Regions from separate parts of the Mus musculus genome. Here region 1 is linked to region 2. A link is a contact called in public promoter capture Hi-C data. All regions are on one chromosome and are shown on one strand. The core of a region is the stretch at or near the end of the contact, and the rest is flanking DNA. Distances in the headings are between cores, read along the strand shown. Region 1 holds the start of Tspyl5 (testis-specific protein, Y-encoded-like 5). Region 2 has its middle 8.7 kb from the start of Gm32383.

What was found. Promoter capture Hi-C pulls out the DNA fragments that hold promoters and counts their contacts.
Region 1: a promoter capture Hi-C map of hippocampal neurons shows a contact between it and region 2, with 4 times the contacts expected there. The contact joins the promoter of Tspyl5 here to the enhancer-like site in region 2. A contact is called at or near these places in 5 of 39 promoter capture datasets (the 3T3-L1 cell line, cranial neural crest, hippocampal neurons and 2 more).

What each region holds. Positions count from the first base shown.
Region 1 is chr15:33,686,274-33,690,068 of GRCm38.p6, forward strand. It overlaps Tspyl5 (testis-specific protein, Y-encoded-like 5), which reads right to left and starts at 1,610. Exons shown (of 1, transcript NM_001085421.1): 1 at 1-1,610. The coding sequence starts at 1,524. The coding sequence ends at 304.
Region 2 is chr15:31,625,078-31,628,947 of GRCm38.p6, forward strand. No RefSeq gene overlaps it. Among named protein-coding and RNA genes, the nearest start is that of Gm32383, 8.7 kb to the right of the region's middle. Within about 2 kb of position 2,439, at least 38 of the 459 cell types and tissues checked have an H3K27ac peak or open chromatin away from gene starts, as enhancers often do. A contact at or near this core is called in hippocampal neurons, where this site is marked.

The sequences.
Region 1 (3,795 bases), core at 360-2,859, 2.1 Mb after region 2:
GACTCAGAATGTCCAGGTGAAAGGAAAGTGGGAAGAGCCAGAGCCAAGAACAGGGACTGGATAGTGTAGAGAAAGTCATATATCAGAAGTGATTGATACACAAACAGTGAGAATGTCACACATGCAACACTATTGTGACAAGGTGAGGTCATGGGGAAGCAGAGAATATTATCACAAATGTCACATTCTTGAAGATAAGTCCAAAGTGGCTACCATGTATGGTATGAACAGAAGGCAGACAACCAAACCCACGTGGTCAGCCTAACAGGTCCAGCAAGAGGTGGTAGGGAGATCTGTGTCGGATCAGTTGGGCTGCCTCACTGCAGGTGCAGGGCTCAGTTTTGCTGGACCTGGCCTTTCTTCCTTTCCTTTCTCTCCACGGGCTTCTTCACTGATCAGGTAGTACTGTAGAGGATTGGGCCACAGGTCCTCATTAATTATCTCAACAATCTTGTCAGACTCAATAGAGCTGTGATTTGAAAACCACCCAAAGAAGCTACCATTGTTTTCTGGGTTTTCCTTGCTTAGGGATTGTAGATCATGGCCTGGGAGCCACTGGATTGGAGCTGAACGAGACACCACTTGACCGGATGGACCACAGCCATATTCCTTAATGAGCACCTTGTTTTGGAAATAGGGGTTTCGGCCAAAGTAGAACTTGATTTTGTAGCCCAACCTGGCAAGGCCAAGTTCTTCCACCTCCAGTCTGTTCAAATAGCTCAATACCTCCTTATCTTTGGTATTCAGAAAAGCTGACAGCTGGGGATGGTTCTGAAAAGCTTGCCCCCAGAAGCCCGGAATGCTCTGGATGAGGAGGTTCCGGCGCTCTAAGTGGTGAAGTCGCAACTGGCCAAACTTGCGTGAAAGCCTGAGATATGCCCTGTCAGCCTGTGCATTCATGGTCTCTAGCTTTAGCTGGACCGTCTCTAGGGTATCCATGCTGCCCACTGTCGCGGGAGACCCTGCCCCAGCATGCTTCTCTGTCATCTTTTTTTCCTCCCCCACTGGAGCAGCGGCGCACAACCCCGCAGAGGCCATCTTCGGCTTCCCACTAACTGTGGCCTGAGGTCCCCTCCCCGTGGCGCTCCGAGTATCTGGGGCCTTCCTCCCGGGGACTCGCCGATTTCCAATGCGGGAGCCGCGTCGCAGCTTCGCCAAGGCTCCCACGGTTCCCACGAAGCTGGTGTCGCTGGTCAGGCGCTCGGCGAGGGAACGGGCCCTCTCCAGGTCCGGATCAGGGGCCGCCAGCCCGCGCTCGTCTGCAGCCCGAGCCCGCAACGCCAGGCCGCAGTCCAGCGGGAGGCGGCAGGCCGCCTCTTCCCGCAGCTCGGCTGGTTCGGCGCCTCCTTGAGCTGCGCCGGCCTGCACCTGCGCGGCCGCGGAGTCCTCCCCGAGCCGCGGGCTCTGTGGTGGCTTTTCGTCGTGCCAGGCGTCTTCCGCAGCGGCCCGGACCCGGGCTCTGGCCCGGCCTTTGCCCCGGCCTTTGGCGCGGGAAGACTTTCGACCCCTACTCCGTCCGCTCATGGTGCCAGAGAACAAGGTTTCAAAGCCGCTACCAGCCCAGGGTCTCTACGAAGCTGGCCTCTCCATGGCAACCGTGACGTCACCACGGCAGGACCCACTGCACCCAGTGATTGGCTCCGCTCAGCGGCTGCGTACCAGCCCACCCTCACATGCTACACGCCCTTAGTCTTATTTTGCAGTTAGAAAGTTAGTTTCCACCTGTGCTTGGCCTTGGTAGTGTTGCTGACTCATCTCCTATCATTGATAGCAAGCGTGTCCCCAGGGGTTCATAAGACAGAGCCATTGCTCCTACAGTGACATCGTAAAGGCACCCACTACCGTCTCCATCAATTTTCTAAGTATTTTTCCTCTTCTGTTATTTTCTGTGACATCTCTCATAATTAATTGGTCATCGGCATGTCTGTCTCATTACATAATTATTCTACTGTAAGATTTGTCCCAACGATTCAACTCTAGGGAATGTGAAAGCCAGAACCATAATATTTATGTAAAATGACTTAGAAAGAATAAAAAAGTAACATACAAGGCATTTTACTGAATACTAATTTTACATTATCTCTGTTCTTGAAGGAGGTATTCTTGTTCCCAGTTTCCTGATAAAATGGCAACTGAGGGCTGGTGTTAGTTACATCTCAGTGATAAAACAGTTACTCAGCATGTGGGAAGTCCTGGATTCAGTCCTTAGTGAGGAGGAGGATTCAGTCCTTAGTGAGGAGGAGGAAGAGCAGGTGGAGAGGAGAGGGATACTAAGGAACATTCTGGAGACTATACAGCGAAGGAGAAAAAGGCTTGGCCTAATTATGTTACCATGCTACCATAATCTGTTGGCCCTTTGCAAATGGCTATGGTGACTCCTAAGCTGTTCAGCATGTTAACAAATTCCAAACTCCTTGCCTAGGCACAAATCCTCCAGCTGCCTCAGGTCTACACAGAGTAACGCTGTGAATCCCAGTCCAGAGCCAGAAATAACAGGCCTGAGTCCAAGCTCCTGTAATTGGGATAGGACACACATAGAATAAAAATACCATTCTAGGAGTAGAGAAGGATTTCCAGGTGAGATTTTTGAGACAGAGGGTTTACAGGAGTAGTGAGGGAGGGAGCCCTAGAAATTTTTCATAGCCTACAGAGAATCAGCCAGAAAACCTGTCTGGCACTCCTAAAGAAACCTCATATCCTATAGCAGGGCTACAGCACCATGAGTACTGAGGGAATGCATGACAAATGTGAAGAGAAACTTTCTGAGTGGATCTTCCAGGTTCAAACACCACAACACCCTTGCAGTGAAAAACAGAGAAGTAAGCCTAGCCGTTGGGCAGGATATGGAAGCTTGCTCAAGGTGCACAAGAACTACTAGATCAGCAACTAAATGTTAACAAGCTCTCGGCCAGCTTTTATTTTTATTTATTTTAGATATTTTCTTTATTTACATTTAAAATGTTATACCCTTTCCTTGTTTCCCCCTATCCCATCCCTCCTACCCACCTGCTTACCAGCCCACCCACTCCTGCTTCCCTATTCTGGCATTGAATTCTTCCCTACACTGGGGCATTGAATTTTCACAGGACCAAGGGTCTCTCTTCCCATTGATATGCCACAGGGCCATCCTCGGCTACATATGCAGCTGGAGCCATGGGTCTGTCCATGTATACTCTTTGGTTGGTGGTTTAGTCCCTGGAAACTCTGGGGGTACTGGTTGGTTCATATTGTTGTTCCTCCTATGGGGCTGCAAACCCCTTCAGCTCCTTGGGTACTTTCCCTAGCTCCTTCATTGTGGATCCTGTGCTCAGTCCAATAGTTGGCTGAGAACATCCACCTCTGTGTTTGTCAGGCACTGGCAGAGCCTCTCAGATATATGGAGCTCCTGCCAGCAAGTACTTGTTGGAATCCACAATAGTGTCTAGATTTGGTAACTGTATATGGGATGCATCCCCAGGTGGGGCAGTCTCTGGATTGTCTTTCCTTCAGTCTCTGCTCCATACTTTATCTCTGTATCTCCCTACATGGGCATTTTGCTCCTTAGGCAGCTTTTATACACATTAAATTTTAAGTGTAGAAGCCGGGGTTGGGGAGGTTGCTCTGAAACTAAGTAATAACTGTAACTAACCAATACATGTGAGTTCTAACTTTCTCAAAAGGCCTGCAGTTGCCTGCAAAGCTCCAGCTCTGACAGGTTTCCCCTCTAACCTTCTGTCCTATGCTTTCTCCAATACTCTGGTCTCCTGCCTCAGAACCTTTATTCTGGTGCTTCCTTCAAGTGCTCAGTCTACCACA
Region 2 (3,870 bases), core at 1,189-3,688:
GAGCTTACACTGTGGACAGACAAGGTAAATAGGAAGTCAGCTGCTGTTGTTGGAGAGACTAGTACCACACTGAGAATGTCCCCACGCTATTGGACATTTGGACACTTGGTCCCTAGCTGGTGGCACTGTCTGAGAGACTTACAAGGTGTGATCTCAATGGGAGAAGCACATTGTTGGGGTGCAGGCTTTGACAATTCAGAATCAACACTCTCCAGAGAGTTTGCTCTGCTTCCTTCTTGCGATTCAAGAGGTTAGAGCGCAGAATCCTGCTCCAACTTCCATGCCTGCCGCTTTTCTACCATGAGTGGACTCTTATCCTTCTGGAGCCATAAACTTCGGTAACTTAGCTTGGCCATGTTTTTTATCACACATGTTTTTAAACACAGTGAGCACAAGCACCATTAAGGAGAAACTGTTCACTTTGCACTGGGCCAATAGGAGAAATCTCCTGTTGTCCAGTTGTCAAGAATCCACCCTTCAGAGGCTCTAACTTGTGAGAATGCAAATTCATTTGAATGGAGAGAACCTGATCTGAGAACAGGACCACAGAAGATCCTTGCTCAAACACAACTGCCTAGGCTAGTGTTGCCCCAGGTTAACTCTTGAAGGCAGGCAGATGCAGTTCAGGGGGCCAGGGTACCTCTCAAGCTGCCAGCAGAACTTGGGAGTCCTATCCACGTGGGCAGGTAACAGCAGCGTTGCCCTAGTTGGAGTACATTTTACTATTTGACTTTTTTTTTCCGAGATAGGGTTTCTCTGTATAGCCCTGGCTGTCCTGGAACTCACTTTGTAGACCAGGCTGGCCTTGAACTCAGAAATCCACCTGCCTCTGCCTCCTGAGTGCTGGGATTAAAAGTGTGCACCACCATGCCTGGCTATTTGTTTGACTTTCTAGATGTTTCTTTTACCATGGAGTTTGTGATGGTTTGTATATGTTTGGCCCAGGGAGTGCCGCTGTTAGGAAGTGTGGCTTTGTAGGAGTAGGTGTGGCCTTGTTGGAGTAGTTGTCTTATTGTGGGTGTGGGCTTTAAAACCTTCGTTTTAGCTGCCCAGAAGTCAGTCTTCTAGCAGCCTTTAGATGAAGATGTAGAACTCTCAGCTCCTCCTGCACCATGCCTGCCTGGATACTGTTGTGCGCTTGCCTTGATGATAATGGACTGAACCTCTGAACCTGTAAGCCAGCCCCAATTAAATGTTGTCTGTATTGTAGGAGTTGCTTTGGTCATGATGTCTGTTCACAGCAATAAAACCCTAAGACAGCGTTCTAGCAGCATTAGCTTCTTCCTGAGATAATGGACTCAAATTAGGAATTTATAATGTATTTATATTTATATTTATTTATTTAACATACATGAGTACACTGTCACTGTCTCCAGATACACCTGAAGAGGGCATCAGATCCCAGTACATATGGCTATAGTCACTATGTGGTTGCTGGGAATTGAACTCAGGACCTCTGGAAGAGCAGTCAGTGCTCTTAACCACCTCTCCAGTCCCAGGAATGTATAATTGTTAAATTCTGTTAATTTGTTCATTATGTGTAGTGTACAGCACGTGGAGGTCAGAGGGCAACTTGTGGGATCTGGGACCTTTCATTGTATACATCCCGGGGTCAAGCTCAGGCTGGCAGCTTTGGCAGCAAACTGGCCTGAAATTTAGAATTTTTATATAAAAATTTCCTTTTATCAAATGATTAACTATGAGAAATTTTTTTTACTACTAACCATTTTTCTTTGTTATGTTAATTAAAATATGTACTCTGGGGTAGTATATTCCAAGAGAGGTATGAATTTCATATTTGCTGTAGTCCTGCTTTTATTTGCGTGTAACTAATTCTCTTCTATTTAACAGTTTTCCATCTGATGGAGAGCGAGGCTGCTCTTACCTTCCTCTCCCTGACATTCAGCCTGGTGTGGCTTCAGTGTGTGTGTGTGTGTTTGTGTGTGTGTGTGTGTGTGTGTGTGTCTTAGACCTCTGGTCCTCTGTCTGACATCCAGTCTGGTGTGGCTTCAGTGTGTGTGTGTGTGTTTGTGTGTGTGTGTGTGTGTGTGTGTGTGTGTGTGTGTGTCTTAGACCTCTGGTCCTCTGTCTGACATCCAGTCTGGTGTGGCTTCAGTGTGTGTGTGTCTTAGACCTCTGGATTCTGTCTGTATGCACACTCTTTCTTTCCCGGGGGAGGAGGCCCTTTCCTTCCACAGTTTACTTTTTCAAAATTCAACTTCAGATTGCAAAAATGAGGCCCTAAGGAAACCTCTTTGTCTTGCTCACAATGTGCCAGGCAGCGTCTTGTTTCCGGTGTGTGTCTTGTGTCGTGGCCCATCTGCTGATACAGCATTTCTGTTATTTTCAGTAAATGAGAGGAAAACATTTCCCCCATTAGTGCTTAGAAGCAAAGAGGAGCTGCTCGGCGCTCAGCACTTCTCCGGATGAGATAAGTGTGCAGTAGATTGATGCTCTCCTCGGCTTGGTCAGCCAGCTTATGTGTGGGGATGTTGTATGTTCGGTTGTTTGCTCTTTACTTCTTCATGTATTTTTTTTTCTTTTTAAAAATTTGGTGCCACTTAAGACATGAAATTTGATCCTGTGCAGAGAGCGTTTCTGGGAAAACAGATGGTTCTGCTTTTTTTTTTTTTTTTTCCTCACTTCAAGCAGAAAGCCTCACTCTGCTATCAAACATAGGAGATTATGTCCAGACTGATATCAATAAACAGAGATTTCAGATCATCCAGATGACTACTGGCCAGATCCTACAAACTGCCAGCAAGCATGAAACAATTCAGATGAATTATGATAAAGCAAATGAACTATTGCCAGAACACAGACAAGAAAGAAGGTTTTATGCTGGGCTTGTATGTGACGGGAGAGGAGGGACGGGGATGTGCAATTTCAGAGCACTCTTTTCCCACAGTGGGAGGAGGTTTCCCAGCAGGCTTGATGTTTCTCTGTCAGTCTTCAGTCAAATGAATAGTCTGCCCTAAGAAATTGGAACATCTTCTGTGCATAGCCCGATAATGGCAACACATACAAACACTACAGAAATGCAACCTCACATTTGAAGGCAATTCTAGTAATTTATAAAAGCCGTACACTTTTAACATTTCAGTTATAATTGACATGGAGAAATTCATACCGTTTAGCTCAGCACTGTGAGTTTTGACAGTTCAGAGTCATGCAATTAGCACCACAATTAAGACACAGAACGAACCCATTATTTACACGATCCCCTTGTGTCCTTTTGAAGATGGCTTCTGTCCCCGGGTCCTGCCTGGCAATCACTGGTCCATTTTCTGTGCCTGTGCTTTGCCTTGCCCATGATGCCTGAGTGACGTCACGGAGATGAGCTCTTTGAACTGACTCCTTCTGAGGCCCATGCATTTGAGATTCCTTCGTGCCACTGAGTAGGGTCCACCGTGTGGATGTTGCTCCAGTTTGCTGACCTGTTGTTCATCAGTAGAACGAGACTCATTTTCTTTTCGTTCCTTCTGCTTTTTTTGATGATTACAAATAAAATGACTGGGAGAAAGGTTGCTCAGGACAGGCCAGCTTTATAGGCAGCAGCAGATTGTGTCTAGCAGCTTGGGAGAGTGGCGGGTGCTCCCACCTCAGCCCTCCCCACCTGTCCTAGTGTGTTCTACTGCCTCCTTTGATGTAAGCCGTGGGACATCTTCTCAGCCATACAGTATGGAACACCTCATGATGTGACTAACACCATGGAACACTTTTGCTGCACTGAGTGAATTATCTCTGCAAAGCTTTTGTGTCTTTAAATTTTTGGATTATTTATTTCTTATGGAGCTTTGATAGGGCTTTAATTAGAAGACAAATTCTTTATCAGGCTTGTGTTTTGCCAATATTTCTCTCTGTCTGGTA